Regions from separate parts of the Macaca mulatta genome. Here region 1 is linked to region 2. Evidence: chromatin contacts called from public Hi-C data. All regions are on one chromosome and are shown on one strand. The core of a region is the stretch at or near the end of the contact, and the rest is flanking DNA. Distances in the headings are between cores, read along the strand shown. Region 1 holds the start of FUZ (fuzzy planar cell polarity protein). Region 2 holds the start of ADM5 (adrenomedullin 5 (putative)).

Region 1 (5,675 bases), core at 1,891-4,390, 140 kb after region 2:
CCCACGTTCCCTCCTGGGGACCTGTCATGGAAGCTTTTCCACACCACAGTCGTGTTTTCAGTCTTCGCAGAGCTCAGCTGCACCTCCAGATTCTGCCCAAACATATGGACTCCATTGAGGGAACCGATGACAGAGAACGGGAGCTAAGGAGGGGTTAGGGACATCAGACAGGAGCACCACCCCATCCCCTCCTCCTTAGGACCTAAGCGTGCCAGCTCCCAGCCCCATCCTCTTTCCATATACCCTGGCAGTGCCTCTTTGGGGAATCAGGCTTATTGGTGCATTGCCTCCTCGGTCCTACAAACTCAACACTGAAACCTCCCCAGCCCCTACTGCCTTGAAGACCCAGAGTCAAAACACCGAACCCCCTTCGGTTTAGATACAGGTGTCCAAGGCCCCACCTGCTGACGGGCGGGGGCGCCGCCGCGACTGCTCCTGCAGAACAGGGGAACCCCGCTGGACGCCGCGAGGCACAGCAGATGAACGGTGCCACCCGTCCCCTCCTCCCCCATTTAGGACTCCCACCGCGGTCCCTCACGTGGGGACTGTCAGTGCCGGTCTTGGAGCATGCCGGTAATCACAGTAACGGCCTGTGGTCCGGAGCCGCCAGAGGGCGAGATGGGGAGCTGATTGGAAGAGGATTAATTTCCCGCCTTCTTCACCCAACTCAAACAGACCCTTAAACCCCATTCAGGCACCTCCCCCAAGCCCATTAGGTTCTCTTCCGCCCCGGCCGGAAGTCATGGTACCCCTAACAAAGATGGCGGCTAATTGAATTGGCAAACCTTTCTTGTTTCTCGGAGGAGGTAAGGAGAACCCAGAGGCCGGATTGAAGATGATGACTGCGCCAAGGCCTTGCCTAGCCACCATCCTGTAGGCTTTGATGATTTACACTCTAAACGGGAAAAACAGTTGTGCCCCGATCAAAGATTGCGACGGTCCCAAAGCGTTGCCTAGCAACCACATTCCCTCTAGGTTATAGTAGTAAACAACGTGCCCTACTCAAAGGCGGCGACCGTGGCTGGGTGTTGCCAAGCAACCACCATTCAGCCAGATTTCCATTCCAAAGCTGTAAACAGCTGTGCCCTGCTCAAAGATGGTGGCACGTCGAAGTCCGAGCACCTCCTTGGGGCGAAATCGAGAAAAACACCGTCTCCCCCCAACATTCGAGGGTGGTTGAGTCCAGCGATCGTTGCCTAGTAACCACCAAAAAAAAAAAAGGTTGTTTTTATTATTGGAAAAAAGAAAACAAGGAAATCCTTTGTCGTCCAGAATAATAAAAATAACATCATTTCTGTAATGAATTTATACATGGTAGCATACTATGTAAAATGTGAAAATATCCCTTCCCTAATTTTTTCTTTTTTTTTTTTTTTTTTTTTTGAGACGGAGTCTCGCTCTGTCACCCAGGCTGGAGTGCAGTGGCCGGATCTCAGCTCACTGCAAGCTCCGCCTCCCGGGTTTACGCCATTCTCCGGCCTCAGCCTCCCGAGTAGCTGGGACTACAGGCGCCCGCCACCTCGCCCGGCTAGTTTTTTGTATTTCTTAATAGAGACGGGGTTTCACCGTGTTAGCCAGGATGGTCTCGATCTCCTGACCTCGTGATCTGCCCGCCTCGGCCTCCCAAAGTGCTGGGATTACAGGCGTGAGCCACGGCATCCGGTCCGGGTCAGGTTTCTTTCTATTAAAGTAAATATAAAGTGGCAGGGCACAGTGGCTAACACCTGGGATTGCTTCAGCCCAGGAGTTTGAGACATGCCAGGGCAACATAGTGAGACCCCATCTCTACAAAAAATTTAAAAATTAGGCCGGGCGCGGTGACTCATGCCTGTAATCCCAGCACTTTGGGAGGCCGAGGCCGGCGGATCACGAGGTCAGGAGATCGAGACCATCCTGGCTAACACGGTGAAACGCCATCTCTACTAAAAATACAAAAACAAAAAACAAGCCAGGCGTGGTGGTGGGCGCCTGTAGTCCCACGTACACGGGAGGCTGAGGCAGGAGAATGGCGTGAACCCGGGAGGCGGAGCTTGCAGTGAGCCGAGATTGCGCCACTGCACTCCAGCCTGGGAGATAGAGCGATACAACGTCTCAAAAAAAAAAAAAAAAAAAAATTAAAAATTAGCTGGGAGTGGTGGTGCGCGGCTGTGGTCCCAGCTGCTCTACAGGCAGAAGAGTGGCTCCAGTGCGAGCACTAGAGGCTGCCGTGAGCCAAGATTGGGCCACTGCACTCCAACCTGCACAACAGAAAGAGACCTTGTCTCAAAAAATAAAAATTAAAATTAAAAAGATAATAGTAATGCAGTGTTTCTATTTTTCTATATTATTCATCAATAAGATTTGTGTAGCACATTTCTGTCAACAAACACGTTAGATTATTCCAGTTGGTAGTGTATTTTTCAACTTGGTTTATGCAGTCTTTTGGGAAAAATTAATAAAGACTACGTTTTCTGACTTTGCTGTAGTGCTAAGAAACTCAATGGCAGTCATTAAGATTTTTTTCCTTCAGATAGTTTTCGAGTTTCATTTGTCGCACTTACATTTTTAATCTACCTGGAATGTATTTATGTTCTAGGCCAGTTTCTGGCTCCTCTCCCGGAAAACAACGCTCAGGTGTTGCTAAGCAACCCACACTTGGGTTGGTATTCGGCTTCTTTTCAGGGGGAAAACAACTGCCCTCCCTTCCAAGTTGAGGACGACCTTAAAGCGTTGCCTAGTAACCTCGTTTCCGCCGATGTGATTGGATCCTTCTCGCCTCCCTCCCCCAGTCCGCCCGCCCAAAAGAACAGAATCAGAAACTTAATCTAACGGTTAGAAAACAAGGGCAGAGGTCCCGGCGCTGTGGCTCAGGACTGTAATCTTAGCACTTTGGGAATCCAAGGCGGGCGAATCACTTGAGGTCAGGAGTTCGAGAACAGCCTGGCCCACATGGTGAAACCCTTTCTCTACTAAAAATACAAAAATTAGCGGAGCCTGGTGGCGGGCACCTGTAATCCCAGCTACTCGGAAGGCTGAGGCAGGAGAATCGCTTGAACCCGGGAGGCGGAGGTTGTAGTGAGCCGAGATCGCGCCACTGCACTTCAGCCTGGGCGACAGGGCGAGACTCCCCTTTCGAAAACAAAGGAAACAAAACACAAAAACGAAAACAAGGGCAGCGTACGCGTTGCATAGCAACCAGGTCTCCCGCCCCTCCCTTTGAGACAAGAGGCGGACCCAGACGCCCCGCTCAAAGATGGCGGCTGACTGAGCCGCTTTCAATTTATTTCGCTCTTGAGAATCCTGACAAGAATTCCGTCGAACCCATCAGGCCCCTAAAAGGGCTAACTATGCCCTTTCTGAGTTTTCCACGCGGTGGAGGCGAAGGAGGATGGAGCTAGAACGAAGCCTCAGCGCGTGCCCCGCACAAACATGGCCGCATTCCCAGCGTCCCTAAACCGCCCGGCGCGGGTGCGCGCGCAGCGCAGGCGCATTTCCGCTCATTCCGCGGTGTCGGCTGCGGCGGCTGTGGCGGTGGCGGCTACCGCACGGGGTATGGTCCCCGGGTCCGAGGGCCCGGCCCGCGCCGGGGGCCTGGTGGCCGACGTGGTGTTTGTGATTGAGGGTACGGCCAACCTGGGACCCTACTTCGAGGGACTCCGCAAGCACTACCTGCTGCCGGCCATCGAGTGAGTGCCGTTTCCGCGGCTCTAATCCCGCCCTCCCATTTCAGTTTCCACAGCTTCTTGCCTGACTCCGACCTTTCACCTCCGACCCTCACAGGTATTTTAATGGTGGTCCTCCTGCTGAGACGGACTTCGGGGGAGACGTGAGTCTTGGGACTCCTGGGTCTGAGGGAGGAGGGGCTGGGGGCCTGGACTCCTGGGTCTGAGGGAGGAGGAGTTCGGGGTCTGGACTCCTGGGTCTGAGGGAGGAGGAGTTCGGGGTCTGGACTACTGGGTCTGAGGGAGGAGGAGTTCGGGGTCTGGACTCCTGGGTCTGAGGGAGGAGGAGTTCGGGGTCTGGACTCCTGGGTCTGAGGGAGGAGGAGTTCGGGGTCTGGACTACTGGGTCTGAGGGAGGAGGAGTTCGGGGTCTGGACTCCTGGGTCTGAGGGAGGAGGAGTTCGGGGTCTGGACTACTGGGTCTGAGGGAGGAGGGGTTCGGGGTCTGGACTCCTGGGTCTGAGGGAGGAGGGGCTGGGGGCCTGGACTCCTGGGTCTGAGGGAGGAGGGGACTGGGGGTCTGGACTCCTGGGTCTGAGGGAGGAGGGGCTGGGGGCCTGGACTCCTGGGTCTGAGGGAGGAGGAGTTCGGGGTCTGGACTACTGGGTCTGAGGGAGGAGGGGTTCGGGGTCTGGACTCCTGGGTCTGAGGGAGGAGGGGCTGGGGGCCTGGACTCCTGGGTCTGAGGGAGGAGGGGCTGGGGGCCTGGACTCCTGGGTCTGAGGGAGGAGGGGTTCGGGGTCTGGACTCCTGGGTCTGAGGGAGGAGGGGCTGGGGGCCTGGACTCCTGGGTCTGAGGGAGGAGGGGTTCGGGGTCTGGACTCCTGGGTCTGAGGGAGGAGGAGGGGCCTGGACTCCTGGGTCTGAGGGAGGAGGAGGGGTCTGGACTACTGGGTCTGAGGGAGGAGGGGTTCGGGGTCTGGACTCCTGGGTCTGAGGGAGGAGGAGGGGCCTGGACTCCTGGGTCTGAGGGAGGAGGAGTTCGGGGTCTGGACTCCTGGGTCTGAGGGAGGAGGGACAGGGGTCTGGACTCCTGGGTCTGAGGGAGGAGGGGATGGGGCTGAGATTCCTGGGTCTGAGGAAGGAGGAAGTTGAGGAGTTCCTGGTTCTGGAGGAACAGGAAGCTGGGAGCCCTGATTCCTTCTCTGAGGGAAAAGAGAATGGAGATCCCAGATTAAAAGTTTTTCTGGGCCGGGCGTGGTGGCTCAAGCCTGTAATCCCAGCACTTTGGGAGGCCGAGACGGGCGGATCACGAGGTCGGGAGATCGAGACCATCCTGGCTAACACGGTGAAACCCCGTCTCTACTAAAAAATACAAAAAACTAGCCGGGCGAGGTGGTGGGCGCCTGTGGTCCCAGCTACTCGGGAGGCTGAGGCAGGAGAATGGCGTGAACCCGGGAGGCGGAGCTTGCAGTGAGCTGAGATCCGGCCACTGCGCTCCAGCCTGGGCGGCAGAGCGAGACTCCGTCTCAAAAAAAAAAAATAAAAAATAAAAAAAAAGTTTTTCTGTTCTCCCCTCCCAGTATGGAGGGACCCAGTACAGCCTCGTGGTGTTCAACACAGTGGACTGCGCTCCCGAGTCCTATGTACAATGTCACGCTCCCACCAGCAGCGCCTATGAGTTTGTCACCTGGCTCGATGGCATTAAGTGAGCTTTTCCCCCACTTAGGGTGGGTTGGGGTTCCTGTGAGGGGCCGTGAATGAGGGATGGCTTGGGTTTGAGCTGCAGGAAACATCTCATACATGAAGCGATTTAAAGGACTTTGAAGGTGATTGTGTTTTTGTCAGAAGTCACTTTTGTGGCTTCTGTGTGCTCAGCAATGTTGCCAACCAGTTTAGAAGTAGGAAAAACTTCCCATTCAGGGAGGCCTGGCTGAGCTCCAGCAGCCACCTTGTACTTCCTGTGTGATTGTCCCCTTTATGTCCTCTCTTTTTCTATTTACCCCGTTCTCCTTTTCCAGATGCGTACATTGT
Region 2 (5,786 bases), core at 3,111-5,610:
GGGGAGCGTGGAGAGGGGGGAGCAGGGTGCCTGCATTCCCAGGAGGTCTGGCCAGGTGGGGTCGGGGCGGGGTGGGCTCTGGACAGAGTTAGGGTGGCGGCGCCAGGTTTGGGTGCGGGAGAGAAGGGAGCAAAGAATCTGGGCTCAAACCGAGGCGGTTTATTGGGAGCCGGACAGTCAGGATGAGGAGTGAATGAGGAGCTGAGGCTGGGTGCCAGTAAGGGAGGGCCAGCGGGAAGGGGACAGTGAGGTCACAGGCCCTCTGGGAGCTTGAGGGAGGGAGGAGGGGATGAAGCGAGGTGGGGACACATCCCGGAGCTCACCCTCTCCTGTCCTGCAGGAGGTGGACATCTACACCGTCAAGGTGGAAGACCTGACGTTCACCTCCCCGTTCTGCCTGCAAGTGAAGCGGAATGACTACGTGCACGCCCTGGTGGCCTACTTCAACATCGAGTTCACGCGCTGCCACAAGAGGACGGGCTTCTCCACCAGTGAGGCGGGGCCCGCAGGGCTGGGGGCTGCTCCTGAGCCAGGGCCGAGGGGCACCCACATAGTGGAGGGGGTGACAGAAACGGGCAGAGGGGCCGGGCACGGTGGCTCAAGCCTGTAATCCCAGCACTTTGGGAGGCCGAGGCGGGTGGATCACGAGGTCAGGAGATCGAGACTATCCTGGCTAACATGGTGAAACCCCGTCTCTACTAAAAATACAAAAAACTAGCCGGGCATGGTGGCGGGCGCCTGTAGTCTCAGCTACTTGGGAGGCTGAGGCGGCAGAATGGCGTGAACCTGGGAGGCGGAGCTTGCAGTGAGCCGAGATCACGCCACTGCACTCCAGCCTGGGAGACACAGCGAGACTCCGTCTCAAAAAAAAAAAAAAAAAAAGAAACGGGCAGAGGGAGCCATGGGGACATGTGTGTTCCAGCGTGAGCTCTGCCATGTAGCAGTCACATGGCCTTGGGCAAGTGACCTGAGTGTGCAGTGCCTCAGTTTCCTCATCCACAAAAGCCTGACACGGTCCCTGTCTCCAAAGCTGAATGACAGGGAGGTGACTCACGGACAGCAGTCCCGTCAGCTGTCAGGGGGGTGGACATTCCAACAGAGGGAACACAAGACTGGGGCCAGGGCAGCAGGCCAAGGCCAGCTGACCCGCCTGCGCCCCCAGGCCCTGAGTCCCCGTACACGCACTGGAAGCAGACAGTGTTCTACATGGAGGACTACCTGACCGTGAAGACGGGCGAGGAGATCTTCGGCACCATCGGCATGCGGCCCAATGCCAAGAACAACGTGAGGCTCTGGGCAGCTGGGCAGGAGGGTGGCAGCCGGGGTGGGGAGCATGGATAGGGGCAGTGGTAGGGGGGAATGGTGGCAGCGTAGGGGATGGGGGTAGCTGGGGCGGATGGGGGCAGCTGGCAGGGGCGAGTGCCTCTGCCTGTTCCCGGGTCCCTGAGCCCCTCAGCCCCACGCCTGTCTACACAGCAGATTTCTTAGCATTTACTGGAAGATGGGCCTGGGGACCCAGGCCAAAGCCCTGTCCTCCTGGTGCTTCCAGTCTACACAAGGGGATCAGTGACATGGTGATGCCAGTGGGAGGTGACGTCTGTCAGGCTGGGAGCAGGGCAGACAGGTGTTGGCGTGGGTGACCTCCAGGGCAAGAGGCGGCCCCGGTAGAGCGCACAGGGTTTGCTAGCCCAGGTGGGAGGCATGAGAGGAGGAGAAAGGCAGCTTTTTGTTTTCCACTCCCCCTTTTTCCTCCTGAGCACCTGGTAGGAGCTGCCATCACCTGAGATCAGGGGGTTTCCAGGGGAGCTGGGGGGGGCTTCTGGGAGAGAGGGTCTGGGCAGAGAGGTCCAGTGTGGCGGGTTTGAGCAGGCAGGAGGATGGAAGGCCGGGAGCCTGGAGTCACCGGGAGTGGTGTGGGCTGGAAGAGTGAGTCCCGGCCCATGGGTGCGAGGGTGGGTGGCACTCAGGGCAGTCATGGAATGTGGGCCCCGGGACGCCCTCGAGCCCGTGACAGCAGCAGTTGTCAGCTGGGCAGTTTCAGTGCCCCCCACCCCCGACAGAGGACGTTCGTCACCATCTGTGGAAACATTTGTGGTTGTCACTCTGGAGAAGGGGTGCTCCTGGCATCTGGTATGTAGGGGCCAGGGGCTGGTAAACGTCCTACAACCACAGGACCACCCCCTGCAAAGACTCCTGTAGCCCCTGGGGCCACGGCGCTAGCTGGGAAACAGATACTGGAGAGGGAGGAGGAGTCCTCGGGGCTGTTGGCAACTTGATCCCCTCTTCCTGTGCTGGAGGGTATGGGGGGTCTTCCGGAAGCCTGGGAGGAGAAGTGGAGACAGAGGCTGGACCACTGCGTTTCACTGGAATGTTTGCCTGAGCAGAAGTGGGCTTGGGAGAGGTTTTCTGATTTATGAAAGAAGCAATCACTGCGTTGCTGATAGGGAACGTCTTGATGGAGAAATCCAAGGGCAAGGGATAGCAGCCAGGCTCTGCTCCTGAGTGAACCTAGTGGGCTTGAGGGTGTCCACGTGGCGCTGTCCCTTGACAGGGTCAGGACAGCTGCTAGGGTGGGACCAGCAGTTGGGGTCTGCAGTGTGGAGATGGGCAGGAAGCTGGAGCCCAGCGCATGGCCTGCCTGCACCCCCCTGCCACCACCTCCTGGTGGGTTCCGCCCTCATGCCCGCCCTCTCCCCACAGCGGGACCTGGACTTCACCATCGACCTGGACTTCAAGGGCCAGCTGTGCGAGCTGTCCTGCTCCACTGACTACCGGATGCGCTGAGGCCCGGCTCTCCCGCCCTGCACGGGCCCAGGGGCTGAGCGTTCCTAGGCGGTTTCGGGGCTCCCCCTTCCTCTCCCTTCTTCCCACAGAAGGGGGTTTTAGGGGCCTGGGCTGGGGGGATGGGGAGGGCACATCGTGACTGTGTTTTTCATAACTTATGTTTTTATATGGTTGCATTTACGCCAATAAATCCTCAGCTGGGGTCTGGTTCCATTTCCTGGGGGCAAAGGAGGTTTGGGGTTTCCTTCGCAGGTGCTGAGGTGCCAGCCTGAGCAGTGGGGGGACCGGCCTTGGAGCCTGCTGGTGGCTGCCATTCTGTGGATCTGCATCTCCCCTCCCCTGTCGCTAGGCCTCTGGCTCCCTTCCACGGCTCTCTCTCAGGGTCTGTCCCCTCCTCGGCTGTCTCAGGCTCCCTCCGGCTCCCTCCCCTCCACGGCTCTCTCAGGCTCCCTCCCATCCACAGCTGTCTCTCAGGGTCTTTGTCCCACTCTTCATCCCCTCCTGGGTCTGCGCCCCTCCCCTCTGCAGTGCCCCTGTGTCCTCCTGCCTGGTGGGGGATGGGGTTGGCGTTCCAGCACAGCCAGCCCTCAAGTTTCCCAGAACAGTCTCCCCACCTTCCCCCAACACTCACATTGTACCTCTCTGGCTGTTTTTTCCTGTTTGGGTCCCTCCAAGGCCCAACTGTGCCCAGCCCTCTGCAGCTGGGGACACTGAGTGGGTTGGGGGTGTATGTTGGGGAGGATAGAATTTCTTGTGGGGGTGTGGCCCTGCTTCCTCCCCTAGCATGGCTTGGGGCTTAGGGCTGGGGACTTGCCCTCCATGGAGGTCAGTGGGAGTTGCAGCTCAAAGGTGGCAGGGCCTACCCATCTTACAGAGGCCAAGACGAGGCCCCTCTGCCTCTGCTGCAGCCATGGAGTCTGCACCCACCCTTCTACCCTCAGAGCCTGGCCATGGGGTCCTGGGTCCCCACAACACTGTGCACTGGACCTCCACATTGACACAGCCCTGGCTACACCTGCTTCAGTGCATCTGGAGCCCTCACTGGCGGGTGCCTGACACCTTGGCCTTGTTTTCTAACGGAGGGGCGCTTCTTGGCGTGTTTGTGGTCTCCCTCGATCCACACCCTCCAGGGGGCCCCATGCGCACTCGTCCTGCATTGCCTGGCCCCCCGAGGTTCCAGGGTCTCTAAACAGCTTCCGGACGACTACGGGGTGAGGGTGAGGTCACATCTACAACCGGAGCCAGCGCTTCCCTGCCTCCACCCCTTTTCGTGGAATCCCGCTGCTTAGCTCTACCTGTGGGTGTCATCGGCCCCGCCCCACTTCCCCATGCTTTAAGGTGGGTGAGTCTCCACAGACCTCCCAGGGGGATAGACAGCGCTGGTGTGACCACCCCTAGTGAGGGCTCTGGAGCCGCGGTGCGTGAAGCGGGACCCGGGTTCGAATCCTGCCCCTCTGGTGTGGTGCGGCCTTTTCCCACAGACTTTTGGCCTCAGTGTTCCCCGCCTGGGAAGTGGGGACTGGCCCTGGCTCCTGGCTCCAGAGCCGCACCCAGAGGCGATCAGCCCGGCGCCGGAATGGGGTCGTGTGGCTGCAACTCCAGGCCACGGATCCTGACCCGCCCTGCCCACATCCTCATCCTGCTGTTGCTCCTCGCCTTCTCCGCCCAGGGGACCCGGATACTGCAGCCAGGTGAGAAACCTCGGTGGCAGCAGGGACGGGGCAGGAAGGAGACCGTAAAGGGCGCGCGCCCCCTCCCGGCCGCGGAACGGCCGGGTGATCTGTAAGCGCTCCCCGCTGGTCTTGGAGTGCTTGGGTGCCCACCTCCATCACGCCCCATTTCTCAATTCGGTTTGAACCCGGTTTTCTCCCACGCTCCCTCTCCAGGCGAGGCCAGCACCAGGTCCCCCAGCACCGCGGGCACGTCTGTTACCTGGGCGTATGCCGGACCCACCGCCTGGCGGAGATCATACAATGGATTCGCTCTGCCTCCACCAAGGAGCCCTCAGGGAAGGCCAGCCGCGAGCCCCAGAACCCCTACAGCTATGGGCGCCGCCGGTGGCGCGAGGCGGAAGCCCGGCTCGGTTCCCAGGACTCCGGCCTGCAGCGAGGGGGCCAGCGCAGTGCCCAGCTCGCTGGGTGACCTCCGGCACGGCTCGTCCCCTCCTCGGCTTCAGTTTGCCTATCTGTATATTGGAGCTTCTACCCCACGTGTCTTCTCCCCTAACTCCAGCCCCTGAAACCGCCTTCCCCAGTCCCTCCCCGGGCTGTGACTAGCTTGGACCCAGGAGCACAAGGGACCAGGCTGGACGAAGAACACTGACGCCCAAAGCCGAATAAACGAGAGTTCCGTGTTTCAGTCTCTGCTTCCCTTTACCTATTTCGACCTCTCAGTCGGGGCTGGGTCTCTAATACACCCTTCTCCGTTATCCATGCTGCTTCTCCCTCACGGAAGTCCCACTGTCTACCTTGAATCCAACCCGCTGTAGCGCCTCCTTCTTGCCAACTCAATCCATGCACCTTCCGTGGGTGGTTTTGGTGGGCCCTCCTTACCGCCAAACATCCCTCCTCCCTCCCTGGCGTGAAAGGGCTGAGATTTGCTCCGGCACCCTACGCGCCTGACGTTACAATGCACTTAGGGGTGGGCTGTGGCCTCCCAGGTGAGCCTTGTTCCTCGAAGAGACAGATTAAGAGACAATGCGCCGAGTGAGGAGCCCAGAAACCCGAGTTCCGAACAGCTGCGCAGAATGCGAGCGGCCAAATGGTGGAGAATCTGGCCGGGTAAAAGGAGACAGAGGACTGGGGATCGAACGGATGGAGGGGATTGGACGCCGTGGCTCTAAGGGGGCGGGGATAGAACGCGGGGATTGGAAGGAGGCGGGGATAAAACCCGGGACCTGAATACCCGGCTAGGGACACTAGAGACAGGAATCGGGGTTTCTGGGTGACGGTGATCTGGGAGTGGGCAGGACTCCAAAGGCCCGTCGACCCGGTGGTGGACTC

The links. A called contact is a pair of places that touch in the nucleus more often than the background predicts.
Region 1: a contact with region 2 is called in a Hi-C map of fetal cortex germinal zone, with 2.0 times the contacts expected there. The contact joins the promoter of FUZ here to the promoter of ADM5 in region 2. A contact is called at or near these places in 2 of 14 Hi-C or Micro-C datasets (fetal cortex germinal zone and fetal cortical plate).

The regions. Positions count from the first base shown.
Region 1 is chr19:62,280,216-62,285,890 of T2T-MMU8v2.0, forward strand. It overlaps FUZ (fuzzy planar cell polarity protein), which reads right to left and starts at 3,141. Exons shown (of 12, transcript XM_077981024.1): 1 at 2,541-3,141; 2 at 786-895; 3 at 22-143. The coding sequence starts at 104. It overlaps MED25 (mediator complex subunit 25), which reads left to right and starts at 3,479. Exons shown (of 18, transcript XM_077980863.1): 1 at 3,479-3,601; 2 at 3,719-3,805; 3 at 5,225-5,349. It overlaps AP2A1 (adaptor related protein complex 2 subunit alpha 1), which reads left to right. Exons shown (of 33, transcript NM_001266208.2): 32 at 22-143; 33 at 402-706.
Region 2 is chr19:62,140,764-62,146,549 of T2T-MMU8v2.0, forward strand. ADM5 (adrenomedullin 5 (putative)) reads left to right here and starts at 4,361. Exons shown (of 4, transcript XM_015124606.3): 1 at 4,361-4,457; 2 at 4,460-4,475; 3 at 4,671-4,767; 4 at 4,770-5,142. The coding sequence starts at 4,361. The coding sequence ends at 5,060. CPT1C (carnitine palmitoyltransferase 1C) reads left to right here and starts at 5,400. Exons shown (of 19, transcript XM_077980870.1): 1 at 5,400-5,564. The coding sequence starts at 5,531. It overlaps PRMT1 (protein arginine methyltransferase 1), which reads left to right. Exons shown (of 9, transcript XM_077981014.1): 7 at 341-491; 8 at 1,163-1,284; 9 at 2,701-2,986. The coding sequence ends at 2,784.